2 separate regions of the Sus scrofa genome follow, and region 2 is linked to region 1. Evidence: chromatin contacts called from public Hi-C data. All regions are on one chromosome and are shown on one strand. The core of a region is the stretch at or near the end of the contact, and the rest is flanking DNA. Distances in the headings are between cores, read along the strand shown. Region 1 overlaps PARD3 (partitioning defective 3 homolog). Region 2 has its middle 66 kb from the start of PARD3.

Region 1 (4,124 bases), core at 1,127-3,626:
GATTTCTGTCAGTTACAAGCTGTTAATTCTTGTAAATTAAGCAGCAATCCATTTCTTAATAGAAGAGAGCTTACGCTGCTTTAAGAACTCATTTCAATGTTACCACAGAAATTCTTTTTTTTCTTTTTTTTCTTTTTTTTTTTTTTTGTCTTTTGTCCTTTTAGGGCCGCACCCTCAGCATATGGAGGTTCCCAGGCTACAGGTCCAATCAGAGCTGTAGCCACCGACCTGTGCCTCAGTCACAGCAACGCCAAATCCTGAACCCACTCAGCAAGGCCAGGGATTGAACCCGAAACCTCATGGTTCCTAGTCGGATTCGTTAACCACTGAGCCACAACGGGAACTCCTACCACGGAAATTCATTTTAATCTTCCTTATTCCAGATACAAGAATCTCTTCTGCATTCTCATCTACAGACTGTACAGACTGCGACTGCTTCCAGCACAAAAACGACACGGTGTCTCTCTCCACATTATCCACAACCAGGGCACAGAATCCCTAACGCTTTTTAAAGTATGTAGGTACACAGGTCCCCCACAAGTAAGAAAACACCCTCTTGCTGGACACTGGTTACTTTTTAAGACTCGATGCCAAAACAAGCATGAGAATGATTTACACTTTACACGTATGTGATAAAAAATAACATCTGCAGCAGGAGAAAACTGTGCCTTTTAAAATTAAGGAATGTGGCGTTCTCGTCGTGGCGCAGTGGAAATGAATCCGACTGGGAACCATAATGTTGCGGGTTCAATCCCTGGCCTCACTCAGTAGGTTAAGGATCCGGCATTGCCGTGAGCTGTGGTGTAGCTCAGCAGCTACAGCTCTGATTGGACCCCTAGCCTGGGAACCTCCATATGGCACAGGTGTGGCCCTAACAAGACAAAAGACAAAAATTAAATTAAATTAAATTAAGGAATGTTCCTTACCTAAAAGTTCAGCCACACATGTATTTCAAAAGCAAAATTTCTAACAACGCATTTTCTGAAATACAAATATAAACATGGACAGGGCAGTAAGATCATTAACACACAAGGCACAAAAACTGCACCAGTTTCACAGAGAAGAAAGGTGAAAGCATGTGCTAAGCACCTCTGTGCTTTCACCAGCATGTAGAAATTGGAGCTTCCCCACAATACCCATACTTTTTTTTTTTTTTGCTGCACCCACTCAAGGTACATAGAATTTTCTAGGCCAGGGATCGAACCTGTGCCACAGCAGCAACCCTAGCCACAGCAGTAAAAATGCCACACCCTTAACCCACTGAGCCACAAGGGAACTCCCCCAGTACTTTTTTTTTTTTTTTTTCTTGTTTACTGCCATACCTGTGGCATATGGAGGTTCCCAGTCTAGGGGATGAATCAGAGCTGCAGCTGCCAGCCTATACCACAGCCTCAGCAACACAGGATCCGAGCCACCTCTGCCACCTATGCTGCAGCTTGTGGCAATGCTGGATCCTTGGCCCACTGAGCGAGGCCAGGATCGGAACTTGCATCCTCGTGGAGACAACATCAGGTCTTTAACCAGCTGAGCCACAGTGGGAACTTCCGATTTCAAAAGTGTCTTTTTCTCAACATTCTTCTAGTGAGGACACTGGCCAGACTGTCCACCTGAGGATTCTGGCTTCTTTCCCCCAGGCAGCAGCCAACTGTCTCCACAAGCACCTTTCATGGTGCCTGGACCTCGCCTAATCAGACACGCTCTCCAGAGTTTAAACTGCTACTCCACCCACGCTTCCCACAGACATCGAGAAACTGAGAGTGGAAGAGACTTCCCAAGGTCATCAGCAAAACAGAACACGCATCACAGCATTCTTGGTCAAAACCAAATTGCATCCCAGTGCAACACAGGCAATGCTTGATGCCACATCTTAAATCACCTTCAGCACCAGAGACGCAAAAGAGAAGAGCATGGCATGAGTGAGAAAAAGCCTCTCTTGCTGCTGATCGCCAGCCCCCCAAAGCACACTCCCCCCAACTCTACGTGCAGGTCGGTTCCTGGGAAACCTCTGTGGACGCCCCTACAGTCAGGCTGCAGGAAGACATGAATGCCCAGGATTTTGATCCTGTCACCTACTCAGTGGGGTTTCCTGTCATTCACAGAGGGAATGACAGGGGTGACTGAGGAGCCAGGGAGGCTCATGGATAGTAAATAATAAACAAGAAGAGCAAACCAGGAAGACAGACATTCAGACAGAACACAGCCAGCACTCAGCAAGGCTTGGGTTACAGCTGTTGTACACGGTGCTGGAGACGACGTGAAAAGCACTTCGGTTTTTCGTAATGTGGCAGAATGTCAATCGAGAAAACAGGATCACACACTAAGGGCAAACAGAACAGGGCGACAGCATGTGTGGGCGGACGCTGTGCCCTCTCGGGAAGCAGCAATGTCCACAAGGGACAAACAAACAGGGCACGTGGGCACATCCGTATGCCCAAAGCAGATCTGGACTATTCTCTGTCTTAGAAAAAAGTCAAACCTACTCCAAGAACCCAAGACAACCCACACTCGCACTGTTTTGAGCACATCTGGGTAAACCCTGGAGTTGGAAGCCTATCGGCACTAAATGGAAACTTCCTCCGTGCTGTGCACTGAACTTGGATGTAACTAAAGGCTAATGAGCAAAACTACAGCTAATCAGGTACTTTGATTGCCTTCTGCTATTATTGGAATTATTGCCTCTTAATCCTAATTTCCCTCAATTAAAAATTTTTTTCATTATTTTACACATTCATGGTGACCGAGTATAAAATCTGTATCTTTAAGAGAGTTTTCCACATGACACGAGCGACAGGGCAGGGCCACTGAAGCCTTGTTTTCACAGTTTGTGAATGAAAATAGAAGCTGGTTGGGGTGTGGGGGGTGCAAAATACAGGTGTTCCAGCCTGGCTCACAGAGACCGCACTTCCCTGGGCCAGGTAGCTATAAACATGTGCCCACAGGAGTTTCATAGAACAGGACCTTTAAAGAAAAAAAAAAAGAAAAAAAAAAGAAAGAAATCTCACTGTTTAGGAGAACTGTAATGCTTTTTTAACCTAAAAGCAAAATAGGTGTCAAGATACCTGCCAAAAATGTTGAAAACACTCAAGGGTGATAAAATCAGAATCAAATTTCAAAACCATGGAAAAGAGCCATACAACTGACAACACACAACCCCTCTGTTTGAATAATGCATCCTACAACACCAGTGAATCTGGATATGGGGATTCTGGATTAATTATATTTTTCACAGTTGCAACTTAAAATGGGGCCTGTCAGATGCTCATTCAAAACTTTAATTCTATAATACACATATTTAAATACTTCTGAACAAGTAAAACGATGATTTAAAAACCATTTTAGGAGCTCCTGTTGTGGCTCAGCACGTTGACAACTTAACATAGTGTCTGTGAGGATTCGGCTTTGATCCCTGGCCTTGCTCAGTGGGTTAAAGACCTGGCGTGGCTGTGGCTGTGGCGTAGGCCTCAGCTGCAGCTCCAATTCATCCCCTAGCCTGAGAACTTCCATATGCTCCAGGTGCAGCCGTAAAAAGAAAAAAAAAAATCTTATAAATAAAAATAAAAGCCGTTTTCGTCGTGGTACATCGTACCCGTTAGCATTTTTCTATTTGAAAACTCAATTTAATCTACATGATAGAAAACTGTGTGAAAACTTATTTCACCTACTAATATAAAATATTTTTCTCAGGTTTAAAGCTTTAACTTGTTTAAGATATACAAGATTGTATAGGAGATACATATATATATATATATATATGTAGGATAGGTATAGGATTATATAAGATATATAATAAAGGACAATGTAGATTTATCATCATCAAATTCAGTAAGAATACAAAATGTAAAACACGGTTTATTACGTATCCTGTGATTTCAGAGCTCCCTGGAGGCCTAGTGGTTAAGGATTCGGCATTGTCAGGGCTGTGGAGCAGGTTCAGTCCCTGGCCTGGGGAATTTCTGCATGCTGAGGGCGTGGCCCAAATAAATACATAAATATTTAAACATTTTTAAAGACAATAATTTTTAAAAGTCCCCTGTGATTTCAATATGCCACTGTCTGGGGTCACCCAACTTGCCTTCTCCTTGACTCTTGTGTATGATCTAACGGTGAACTGCGTTGAAAGAAGA
Region 2 (4,124 bases), core at 939-3,438, 190 kb after region 1:
CCCCACGAGCCAGTAATATTTACATCTTGCTTCTAATACAAAATATTAAGTTATAAAAATTTCACTAAATGCTAGAAAATGTTTTCTTTTAAAGGTCAGTCTTTCCTTCAGGGTAAAGCATTATCAAACACGACCCAGGATTAACTGAATGGAGCTTCCCCGCCAGGCACAAACCCTGCCCTGACCTGGGCTGACTGCACTGTCTCCAGGGACACTTTCCTTCCCACCAAGGGCACTTGCTCAGAAGCTGCCACCAATGGCTGGGGCAAAGCTGCAGTGAAGGAGAGCCTGGTCCCACTGACAACTTAATTTTGGAGTTCTAGGCTCTAGGACTGTGAGAGAATCAATTTCTGTTGTTTTAAGCCACCAAGAATGTAGTAATTTTTTTTTTTAATAGCAGCCCTAGGAAACTCATACAGCCACCAAACATTTTCATGGTTGCATACATACTATGGAATGATATGCCCTGGCTGAAAAGAATGAGATGGATCAAATATTGCTAGGAACACTCTCCTGGCACAGTGCTTTGCTTTGAGTATATAAGCTATAGCCCTATGTACATAAGAAAAAAATACCATAAGTGTGTTTAATGTGTGCACTCACTTAATGGACAGGAAAAGCTCCAGAAAGAGGCAGCAAACCTTCAACAACGCTTACCTGTGGACAGTGGGAATGGAGGGCAAAGGATTTAAAGGGAGGGGGGGTTCACTTTTTACTCCATATACAACAGCATTATTTTGACTTGTAAGGCAATAAACTTGTATGACTCTCGCGATTTTTTTTTTTTGTCTTTTCTAGGGCTGTTCTGGAGGCATATGGAAGTTCCCAGGCTAGGGGTCCAATCGGAGCTGTAGCTGCCGGCCTACACCACAGCCACAGCAACTCGGGATCTGAGCTGCATCTGCAACCCACACCACAGCTCACAGCAACACTGGATCCTTAACCCACTGAGCGAGGCCAGAGATCGAACCTGCAACCTCATGGTTCCTAGTCGGATTCATTAACCACTGAGCCACGATGGGAACTCTAACTTTCGTGATTTTTAAAACCATAGCCACTTAAAAGCATTTTGATTCGTGGAAGGTCTCACAATTCAACTCACCTGAAAGGCAGCTCATCCCTAATGGGCCGGTGTCTCTCTGATTACTCTATTGGCCAGGAGTGTGGTGGTGGTGGGAAAATGCCTGGCCCCCCAGATGGGGGTCATTTCTTTGTATGAACCAGCTAGTCTGTCTCTGTTTGTCAGCAGAGCAGGACACACACAAGAAGGCTAGAGCCCATCATCCTTGCTGCACTCTCTCCACAAGGAAACCCTTCCAGATCAGATTCCCAGCGCAGTAGCTGGGGACAAGACCTGAGGCAACAGCGAGCAAGGGATCATAGCCGTCCAAGTCCAGGCTCTGCCCAGGGATCGCCCTTCTCAAGTCAGGCCCCACCCCTTCCCAGGCCACGCCCACCCAGCACCGCCCCCCAGAGTAAGTCTCCTCCCCGGACTGGCTTAGCCCTGCCTACCCCACCCCAGGCTCTGCCTTCCCCTGGGTTCGGCTCAAATCGAGGCCCCGCCCCTCCAAGGTAAGGCCCTACCCAGGACACGCCCTTCTCAGTCCAGGCTCCGCCCCTCCCCGGGCCTTCCAGGCTCCTCCCTTTCCTGCTGCGGCCCCGCCCCCAGGTCCTGGAGGGGCTGGCGCTGGAAGCTTCTGGGGCGCGCAGCTTGGGCTTGGCACACGCTGGGAAGTAAGTCCGGGACTTCCGCCCTCGGCGAAGTGAGCCAGGCAGGCCTTCGATGGACCCAAGGCTTCAGCGACTTCGGAGCGGAGGCCTTGCCTGAGCGCCCTGGTGAAAGCGGCCTAATGAAGGCGGGTGGAGGTCCCTGCCAGAACCCCCAGCCTCAAACCGGGAGAAGCAGCGGAAGGACGTTCCCTTAGAGAAGTTACGTTTGTGGACAAGCCTGCGCTTCAGAAACCACAGATGTGCCACCGTCCAAACCGGTGTCCCCACTTTCACTGAGCGCCCTTCCAGCCCCTGCTCTTTCTAGAGAGAAAAGGAGGACGCTCCAGGATTCGTTTTCCTCACCCACGGCCTCCGAGGCCCGAGGTGTTCCCTTCCTCCTTTGTGTAGGAGTCGGATGTGTGTCTGGTAGGAACGCTGCCAGCCTGAGTGCCCTGGGCAAGGCTGAAGGGGCAGTCGATCCCAGGTCAATCCCAGGTCAATGAAGTGATTCATTCCCATAACTTCCCAGTAGATGGATCAGGAAGATCCGGGAGAATCCTTCCAACAAAAACTGCTGTGCTTGTCTTTGTCACCAGGTGATTTTTTTTTTTTTTTTTTTTTTTTTAATGTAGGCAGAAGTTTTTGCTGTTTGGAAGATGACTGCTGTTCTAAATGTTTGGTTCTCTGCAGACTCGTGGTTGTCAAGAGGCGGGGGGGACGGGGAGGGAGTGCGATAGACTAGGAGTTTGGGATTAGTAGGTGCCAACTATTACATTTTGAATGCATGGGCAATGAGGTCCTGCTGCACAGCACAGGGAACTATTGCCAGTTTCTTGGGATTGGTCATGATGGAAGATAATATAAGAAAAAGGAATGTAAATGTGTATATATGCGTATGACTGGGTCATTTTGCTGTATGGCAGAAATAAGAACATTGTAAATTATTTTAAAAAATATGTATATAATATATATTTATAAATATATAAATAAATTGTTGGTTCTCTAAACTGAGCCTCACCTGAGAGGCAGCCCTCAGGGAGCCCAGAGAGAGTGGCCCAGGTGCCACTGTGCTGCCTTCTGACCTGTCCTCTGTGACATATACACACTTCCTAGTCCTGACCTGACCAGCCGCTGACGTCCTGTTCTGAAGGGCATGAAAGGAAAACAGCACTGTGATTGGCAGACATGCTGTCCACAAGCCACTGCCATGATATGCATTTTCATGCTCCCAACTTTAATTCATTCTCTAATGTATTTCCAGACTGTTTCTCACCCTTTCGGATTTAGCTAACAGTGAACAATCAAGACTTTCCTCCCCCAGGTTGAAGTCATCACAGACTTCGTTAACTTCCCCCCACCCCCAGTCAACCTCCTGGTGGACTGCCGCACCAGTAGGAAGATATTTGGGGGCACGTTGGCTTCCCTGGACACTTCTAACTACCTAACACTACATGTGTGGCCTACGCAAGAGGCCAGCCCAGCTGCAAGCCTGGAAAAGCACATACATCAGAATAAATCACCCATATTAGAAAACGGTTTCAATTTACTAACACACTGAAATTGTCTTTCAGGATAATTACAGGTGCTAAAAGGAAAAAAGGGAAACAGAAGCCTAACCAGCAGTCCGTGAATGCATCTATAAGACAACAGACTCAGCTCGGAGGAGGCTGGCCCCTGGTCTTTTCCCAGGTAAGACGTGACTGGGCCGTAGCAGCTCCACAGGCTTCACCAGCAAGGCCATGTGATGCTGTTCCATTAGGTAGATTGATGCCTCTGGTACGTCTTTACCAAGTGCCAGCTGTGGGCTGGGTACGGTGCTCGGGTTTGGGGATGCACGGGGAACAGAACAAAGACCCCTGTCTTCAAGGAAGGTGCATTCCAGTTTGGAGACAATACAGATAACAACTGTAATAAATAGGCACATTCTCTAGTTTGCTGCAGGTGCTGAGGGCTCTGGAGAGAGGAGGAGGAAGGTGGGCTGGGGGCATTGACACTGTTTGGCAGAGCGGGTTTGTGGACGGGGCAGTTTGCCATCCTAAGTGACCATGTTCAGAACAGGCGTAACTCGGAATTCCGGTTTTGGCTCAGCGGGTTAAGAACCCGACATAGTGTCTGTGAGGATGTGGATTCGATCCCTGGCCTCGCTTGGTGGGTTAAGGATCTGGCATCGGCTAGAACTGCAGTGTAGGTTGCAGACATGGCTCAGATCAGGTGTTGACGTGGCTGTGGTGTAGGCCAGCAGCTGCAGCTCCATTTTGACCCCTAGACTGGGAACCTCCATATGCTGCAGGTGTGGCCGTAAAAAGGAAAAAAAAAAAAAAAAAAACAGGCCTCACTGAGAAGGTGAGATTTAGGCTGAAATTTGAAGGAGGTGAAGGAACCAGCTGAGTGACTGGACAGTAGAGCAGAGGCCT

Evidence for each region. Hi-C and Micro-C count contacts between places; a contact is called where the count stands out from the background.
Region 2: a contact with region 1 is called in a Hi-C map of liver, with 10 times the contacts expected there. The contact joins two enhancer-like sites. A contact is called at or near these places in 5 of 47 Hi-C or Micro-C datasets (embryonic fibroblasts, liver and subcutaneous adipose tissue) and 1 of 2 datasets of contacts at active chromatin or transcription factors (skeletal muscle).

Annotation. Positions count from the first base shown.
Region 1 is chr10:57,477,490-57,481,613 of Sscrofa11.1, forward strand. The region is part of intron 2 of PARD3 (partitioning defective 3 homolog); the gene reads right to left. Among named protein-coding and RNA genes, the nearest start is that of PARD3, 120 kb to the right of the region's middle. Within about 2 kb of position 2,377, at least 2 of the 83 cell types and tissues checked have an H3K27ac peak or open chromatin away from gene starts, as enhancers often do. A contact at or near this core is called in liver, where this site is marked.
Region 2 is chr10:57,664,348-57,668,471 of Sscrofa11.1, forward strand. No RefSeq gene overlaps it. Among named protein-coding and RNA genes, the nearest start is that of PARD3, 66 kb to the left of the region's middle. Within about 2 kb of position 2,189, at least 5 of the 83 cell types and tissues checked have an H3K27ac peak or open chromatin away from gene starts, as enhancers often do. A contact at or near this core is called in liver, where this site is marked.